2 separate regions of the Sus scrofa genome follow, and region 1 is linked to region 2. The links are chromatin contacts, called in public HiChIP or PLAC-seq maps. All regions are on one chromosome and are shown on one strand. Each heading gives the region's core, a stretch centred on a gene start, on an enhancer-like site or on the middle of the called end of the contact. The rest is flanking DNA. Distances are from core to core; before and after follow the strand shown.

The links. HiChIP or PLAC-seq counts read pairs in DNA pulled down with a chosen protein or histone mark.
Region 1: a contact with region 2 is called in an H3K27ac HiChIP or PLAC-seq map of alveolar macrophages. The contact joins the promoter of RNF166 here to the promoter of PIEZO1 in region 2. A contact is called at or near these places in 10 of 47 Hi-C or Micro-C datasets (alveolar macrophages, blood, fetal skeletal muscle and 4 more) and 2 of 2 datasets of contacts at active chromatin or transcription factors (alveolar macrophages and skeletal muscle).

Annotation. Positions count from the first base shown.
Region 1 is chr6:974,939-978,862 of Sscrofa11.1, forward strand. It overlaps RNF166 (RING finger protein 166), which reads left to right and starts at 2,019. Exons shown (of 6, transcript XM_021093662.1): 1 at 2,019-2,274. The coding sequence starts at 2,120. CTU2 (cytoplasmic tRNA 2-thiolation protein 2) reads right to left here and starts at 1,943. Exons shown (of 16, transcript XM_021093659.1): 1 at 1,779-1,943; 2 at 1,087-1,161. The coding sequence starts at 1,843.
Region 2 is chr6:912,470-916,166 of Sscrofa11.1, forward strand. PIEZO1 (piezo-type mechanosensitive ion channel component 1) reads left to right here and starts at 2,011. Exons shown (of 50, transcript XM_021093655.1): 1 at 2,011-2,362. The coding sequence starts at 2,026.

The DNA of each region.
Region 1 (3,924 bases), core at 769-3,268, 62 kb after region 2:
GTGGTGTAGCCCAGCAGCTACACCTCCAAATTGACCCCTAGCCTGGGAACCTCCATATGCCAGGGGTTCAGCCCTAAAAAAAAAAAAAAAAAAAAAAAAAACAAATACAAGACCAAAAAATAAAATAATTAAATAAGATATGGCACAAATGATCTATCTACACAACAGAAACAGCCCATGGACATGGAGGACAGACTTGTGTCTGCCAGGGAGGAGGGGGAGGGGGAGGGACTGGGAGTTTGGGGTCAGAAGATGCAAACTATTGCATTTGGATGGATACGCAATGAGATCCTGCTGTGCAGCATAGAGAACTATATCCAATCACTTGTGATGGAACAGAACAGAGGACAATGTAAGAAAAAAAAGTACATAAAACTGCACAGCAGAATTTGGCAGAATTTGACGTGGTAAATCTGCTATAATAAAATAAAAACTTTAAATATAAAACTGTCAGCCACTCATTCAATAAGCGTTCTTTGCTATACAAAGCATGCACCACCACCAGAAATTAACAGGAATAAAACGGGAGACAGACCCTGTCCTTGGGCACATGATCAAACACCTGGAGGGTTTTCATTCCAGGGTTATGTGAGGGACCACAAAGGGCTTCAGATAAAACAGAACACGCTCAGGCCTCTCTGGGACTAAGGCTCCCCTCTGCCCAAAGCCTCAGAGCTGGAGGAAGAGACTAGAGCCCTCCTTCCATCCTCCCTGTCTCACAAGTAAAGCAAGCATCATCCAGAACACCTGCCAAAGATCCCAGGCTGCTCTCATCTGCCCTAGATGTGTTCCTGCTGCCGGGATGGCGCTTCCCCCCTACCCCGCAGCACCTGCATTCCCAACTCTCCCCATAAGCTCCATCAATACCTTCCTGCCACCTGATCCACGGCTGGATAATGGAGAAAACAGATCCTGACCCATGGAGAACGGTACTCACATCAGGAACCAACACCTACACACACACCCATCCCCCACTCCCCAGTCCCGGAACGTACGAACGAAAAGGAAAGGGACAAAAGGCTTTCCAATGCCGAGAAATTAAGCCAGAGATGCGGGGGCAGCCCTGGCTGCTGAGTGAGGGCTCACCTGCAGAAGGCATCTCCTGCTCGGATCACCACGACAGGCAGGCCTTCCTTGCACTTCACACACTTCTGCTCACGGCTTTGGAAAGGGGAAGAAAAAACAGGAAAGCAAATTACACCTCCTCCCAAGGGCATCAGGGAGATGGGAGCCTGCTTCTTACCCCAAGCTGCCGTGCGAGAGATCAAATGGGGGTTATACCCCAGGAAACAGGGCTTTTGTCTTATCCTAACTACCACTCTGAGGAAAGGCCAGGGACCGAAGGGGATTTTAGTCTGCTAAAGCCGGTTCAGTGGCCTCTTAACGGCCACCTCTCAGTCTCTCAGGGGCTGGCAGAAGAGAGACAACTTCCGTGCGGCCCAGAAGGGAGAAGTGGAGTCAGTGGGTGGAAGAGAAAGGGGCTCCGACTTTCCTGAGTAAGGGGAGCGGCGAAGCCGCCCTACTGGCTGCAAGAATTAAAGGTGGGAGAGCGCAGAGCGAGCTTCTCCCTGCAGTGCTCAGCGCCGGCCCGCCAGGCACTCCCGCGGTGCTGCGGTGGGAGATTCGGCCCCCGACGGAGGCCCCCCGACGCCCAAGGCCCGCCCTCGGCGGACGCCGGGATTCCCGGAGCGCAGCCCCCGTGACTGACCACAAAGCGCGGGTCCGCCCACGGGGCAAGAGCTCGCCGCCGGCCGGAGGGGAAGCCGCCCAACTCTTACCCGGGCCGTGAAGGCTGCAGGCCCTCGGGCGAGGGCTCCCCGTAGTCCTCGTCCACCTCGCACATGGCTTCGCCAAGTCGCTCCTTAAACCGCAGCGGCGAGGCGCGCTCCGACTACGTCACCGCGGCGCGGGCGCGGCTGTGACGTCCAGGGGGGCGGGGTGGCCGCTGGCGTTCTCTATGACGTCACCGAGACGCCAGCGCGACTGTGACGCGAGGGTCTGGGACGGGCGCTCCCTGTGACGTCAGCTCGGCGCCGTCGCGGCTGTGACGCGCTGGCCGGGCCGGGCAGGGCCGGGACAGGGGCGGCGGCGGCGGCGGCGGCGGCGGGCCGGCCCCGGGATGGCGATGTTCCGCAGCCTGGTGGCGTCCGCTCAGCAGCGGCAGCCACCGGGCGGGCCTGCGGGCGGCGACAGCGGTTTGGAAGCGCAGTACAGCTGCCCCATCTGCCTAGAGGTCTACCACCGGCCCGTGGCCATCGGCAGCTGCGGCCACACGTGAGTGCGCCGGCCTTCAGGAGGCCGCGGGGTCGGGCACCGCCGCGGGCAGGGCCCTGCAGCCGCCCTGGCACAGCCCCGGCGCGCGGAGAACTTAGGGGGCGGGAGGGCGCGGGGCCCCTGGGGCAGAGCCGTTTCTGCCCTTTGGGGCGCGTTCATCCGCCTCAGCCCAGCCTCCTGCCCGCCCGCCCTGGGCTCTCGACCCGACCCCTCCGTTGTCAGACCGGGCCGACCAGCAGCCCTGCCCGGTGTCGGGTGCCCCGGGGGCCGCTGACGGCCTCGGCAGGCCTCCCTGGGGACTCAGAGCGCAGCAGGCGCGAACTCTGCGCCGGTCGCCTTCGATCTGGTCCCGTGGAGACCGGGGTGGACAGTTGTAAATAAATGTCTTGTAGCTTTTGCTGTCAACTCTTTTTCGGACCCGCTGTCTGCCTGTCTTGACTGCAGAGGAGAGGAGTTCCCTAAAGTTGGGGCATAGGCTTGTTTGGAGTCTGATGCTGTTTTGTTTTGATGGAGAACTTGGGTCTCATCCATCACTGACCAGCCATGCAGGCTGGCCCCCAGGAGACCAGGTGCCACACACCTTGTTAAAGGTTTCCAGCTGTGCCAGGACCCGGTGGTTTCAGGAACGGAAACCTGAGCATGCGGCTCTCCTTCCCGATGAGCACCGCACTCCAGTCTTCTGGGAGCTGCCAGCCTGGCTGGGAGGGGGCCGAGATCAGAGTGCCTGCTCTCCAGCTCTCCTGAGCTCTGAATAATACAGCTCTTGAGTGAAATTAGCAGGGTGGGGAGAGGGGGCAGGAGGGCCCGGCTGCCAGCAGAGCTGCTGAAGAGGTGGGGCCAAGTGCACCCAGGCTGGTAGGAGGCCCTAGCACATTTTGCAAACAAAGCCAGCTAACCTGGAAGGAGCTGGACCTGCTGAGTGTGTGCTGCTCATCACCCAGGGAGGTGGCATCCATGGTGTCAGGAGCTGGGAAGCCTGCACACGCAGACACGCACACACATACACAGCATGCGCATGGCAGGACAGGCACCTGCTCACACCCAGGGAGCCCTGCGGGCTTGTCCTGAAGGTGCACTGTGTGTCCCTTCTCCAGGCCGTTTGTGAGGTGTTGGCGGGGCGGCCTCTGCGCAGAGCTTCCTTCTTGTAAGCACACACTCGTGGGTGTTGTAAGCTCTGCTCGGCATCTTTCAGCCCGTCCCTGAGGGAACTGCAGGGCTGTCCCGGGGCCTAATTTTAGAAAGCCTTTCCTAGGCTTCAGTTGGTTTCAACACTCACCCAGCCCCGCTGGGCTGTGGTGGTTTGGCTCTTCTGCTCAGCACAAATCTGTTTTCGCTTTTTCCGATTAAGTGTTTTCTGAAAAAGTGGTTTTCGGAATACAGACCCACACAAACTGTTGTGAAAGCATATCCTTCTGTACCCCCGTTCTCCCCCCAAGGCCTTTCTTGGCGTAGTCTGATCCCTCCTCCTGTTTCTAAGACTGGTCCTGCAAGTGTCTCTTCTTGGCTTCTGCCTTCAAAAGAATTTCTCCCTGACTCTGCCTGCTGGTTTAAACAAACCTCCTGGCTGTTCCCCCTCTGCCTCTTACTTTCCCTGAGTCTCTCATCCAGTGTCTTGAAGGCCCGTGTGAACACAACGAACAGGAAAGATTT
Region 2 (3,697 bases), core at 761-3,260:
GTGGTAACACTGTGTCTTAGAGGTTCTTCCATGTTGCTACAGAGAGACTTGCTTGGTCTCTAACTCTCTTGAAGGTTCTACTGCAGGATACACTGTGATTTATTTAATGGCTCCTAAATTGGCCAGAATGGTTAGTTTCTTTCCAGTCTTTCATTGCTCACAACTGTAGACCCCACAGGCTGCTCCTTTGCAAGCACACCTGCCAGGTGAGTTCTCTCTTTGTTCTGGAGCCAGGTGGGAGGGTGGGAAGTGCTGTGAGCTGGGGGTGGGGGCCTGACCCCCAGGGCTGTCCTCCCTGCAGCCTCATTCTGAGTCCTCCAGTTCCCCCTCAGACTTTGCTCTTGGGACAGAGTCTAAAACCTTGTATCCTAAGCCTTAGAAGGACTTGGCTTAAGGGAGTGGTTTTTAAGCTTTTTGCTGTTTTTGCATTTACAGCTTCATGCAAGTGCCGTTCTTTCTTTCCTTTTGATGGCTGAGTAATATTCCATTGTGTATTTGTACCACATCTTCTTTATCCACTCCTCTGTCTATTGATGGACATTTAGGTTGTTTCCATGTCTTGGCTATTGTATATAGGGCTGCAATGAACACTGGAGAACATTTATCTTTTTGAGTCATGGTTTTTTCGGGATAGATGCCCAGGAGTGGGATTGCAGGATCAAATGGTAATTCTATTTTTAGTTTTCTAAGCAATCTCCATACTGTTTTCCACAGTGGTTGCACCAATTTACATAAAATTATCATGCTAAGTGAGGTCAGTCAGACAACGCCAAAGGCTATCCCTGACATGTGGACTCCAAAAAAAAAAAAAAGGCCACAGTGAACTTTGCAGAACAGATAGTGACTCACAGACTTTGAAAAACTATGGTTTCCAAATGAGACAGGTCGGGGGGGTGGGGGAATGCACTGAGGTTTTGGGATGGAAGTGCTATAAAATTTGGTTGTGACGATTCTTGTACAACTGTAAATGTAATAAAATTCATTGAGTAATAAAAAATAAAAATAAACCTTTCATGCAGGTGAGGTCCCGCGCAGGTGGACATCAGTGTCCCAGGAAGGGCCCTCCGGCTGCCCCCGATCACCCCTAGGGCAGGCCAGGCAGAGGACAGGGGAGCCCTAACCTTGAGGTCTGTTCTGCCCATTTCTTTGGGAGAGCCCCCCGCTCCAGCCCACAGCCCAGTTAAGAATGACTGAGGGGGAGTTCTCATCGTGGCTCAGCGGGTTTAGAACCTGAATAGTATCCATGAGGATCCGAGTTCGAGCCCCATTTCCACTCAGTGAGTTAGGGATCCAGTGTTGCCCTGAGCTGTCATGTAGGTCAAAGACGCGGCTTGGGTCTGACGTGGCCATGGCTGTGGCATAGGCTGGCAGCTGCAGCTCCGATTGGACCCCCGGCTGAGAACTTCTATACTGCCACAGGTGTGGCCCTAAAAAGCAAATTAAAAAGTCACCTTTCTGCAGCAGGGCCACCACCCCATCTCAGAGATGCCCCCGAGGCACAGAAAGGGGTCTGGCCTCCTGGGCAGAAGGTCATCAGCCGGGGGAGCCACTGTGGGTATCCTTCTCTCGGCTCTGTTGACCGTGGTGCAGCTCCAAGACCCTGGCCACAATCGCTGCCAAGGGACAGCCCCCGGTGGCCAGGTTCCGGCCTGACCTTCAGGGTGGTCCCAGCCATCTCTAGAGGCTGGGAAAGGCTGTATTTTACAGGTGGGCCCTGGGACCCTGGCTGAGCTGCACTTCTGGCTTTTGAGGAATGGGAGGCCCTGGGCCTGTGTTGGAGTCTGGCAGGGCTGAGGCTCTCTGGGTCCTCAGGGCCCTCGCCAGCCTGGGTCCTGAGTCCAGCCGCCCCAGCCCCAGGTGGGCTCTGCCTCTCACCCTGTGCAGCGACTTCTCCTTTCCCAGCCCAACTCAAGGGCGCAAAAAGCCAAACCCGGGTGGCCAGGGTGAAGCGCCCAGGACATCCTAGGCTCAGACCCCGGCCTGTCCTCCCAAGGGCAGCTCTCGCTGCCCTCCTACGGCGCAGTCATGGGGCAGGGCTGGTGGTGGCACGCGCGGGTGCAAGCAGTCCCGGTCGGACCTCACCGGGCCTCGCCCCTGACCCCCAGCCTGGCGGCCGCCCTGGCCCTACCGGAGGAGCCTCCGAGCCAGCCCTCGGTCCCCAGGGGGCGCTGCGGGCCCACATCCGCGGGCGCAAAGCCTCAGCCGCTCTGGCCCCGCGGGACGTCGTTGCGCGTGGGACGCTGCGCAGGGACGCCCCGCGCCAGGGAGCCTTCCTTGGCCGCTCCAGCCGGCCCCGCCGAGGGAGAAGCGGCCCCTGCCCGTCCCCACGCGGCGCCGAGCGGCAGCGCCAAGGCTGGTGAAGGTGAGGGTCTTCTCGGGGCGTGCGTCGCACGGGGGTCCGAGCTGCCCGCTGCCCGGCCCCGGCCGGGAGGGCCGGCTGGGCGTGCGTGCCGCGTGGAGCAGTAGAGCGGGTGCCCGGGCGCGCCGGGCCGTCGGGGAGGCGCGGGGGCGGGCACGCTGGGAGGGCGGGGGCCGAGCTTATAAAAGCCCGCGGGCGGGCCGAGGGAGGAGGGAGCCGCCGAGCCGCGTCCGGCCCTGCTCAGCCTGCGAGCGCCGCGCACTCCGCCACGGGGCAGGGCTGACACCCGAGCGAGCGCAGACCCGGGCCGTCGGCTCCGGTGGGGCGCGGCGGGCCCCGGCCCGAGCAAGAGGCGGCGGCGGCGGCGCGGAGGCGCCCGGTCCCCGCCGACCAGCCGGGGTCCTGGCCGCGGCGCGCGGCACGTGCGGCGACCCGCCCTGTGCGCCATGGCGCGCCGGCCCCGGGTCCCCCACGCCGCCCCTTAGCGCCGCGGCGGCGGCCGCGCAGTCCCGGACCGGCCCCGCGGGCCCCTCGGGCATGGAGCCGCACGTGCTCTGCGCGGTCCTCTACTGGCTGCTGCTGCCCTTCGCGCTCCTGGCCGGTGAGTGGGGGCGGGCGCGGCGGGCTCTGGGCTGCGACCGGGTCTGCGCGTTCGTTCCGGCGCCCGGCTTGACGTCCGGGCCGCCGCTCGGCGAGGCTGGTCCGGGCGAGGACTGTGCGCGGGCGGGCGCGGAGATTCCCCGGGACGCGCAGCCCTGGCGCCCGCATTCCAGAAGCATGAGAGCGCCGGGGAGGCCGGGGCCGCGTCCGAGCGCCAGGCTGGGAGGGCGGCGGCGGGGTGGCGGCAGATGGCACCCGGGCGCCCACGGGGGCGGGCGGCGAGCGCCCCCCGGAGAGGGCGCGGCTCGCGTCCCCGTCCGGGGCTCTCGGGGTAGGGGGAGTGGGGAAGGGGGTGTCGGGCCCCTACGCGGGGGGGCTGGGACACTGGCGAGGGGGCGCGAATCTCTTTTTCTTCTTCGTGTTAAAAAAAAAAAAAAAAGAGAGAGAGAGAGAGAAAGAAAACGCGCAAACTTGCATCAGGACTTCCTGACCAATCTGGGAGAAGGCGGGCTTCCTGCCTGGAGCTGTTTAATCCGGAGCCTCCGGAGCAGAACTAACTGTCGTGCCCTGGGCTTGGCCCCCTTTGCTCTTCCCCTTCCCGTGTCCCCACCCCTCGCCGGACTCTGGAAAAACTAGTCGGGGTTCCTCCCTGCCTTCCTGGTGCCCTGGCTTCCTCGGCGGTGCCGCGGGAGGGGCCGGGCGGGCTGTCCTGGGCTGGGGGAGGGAACGCCCCCCCAG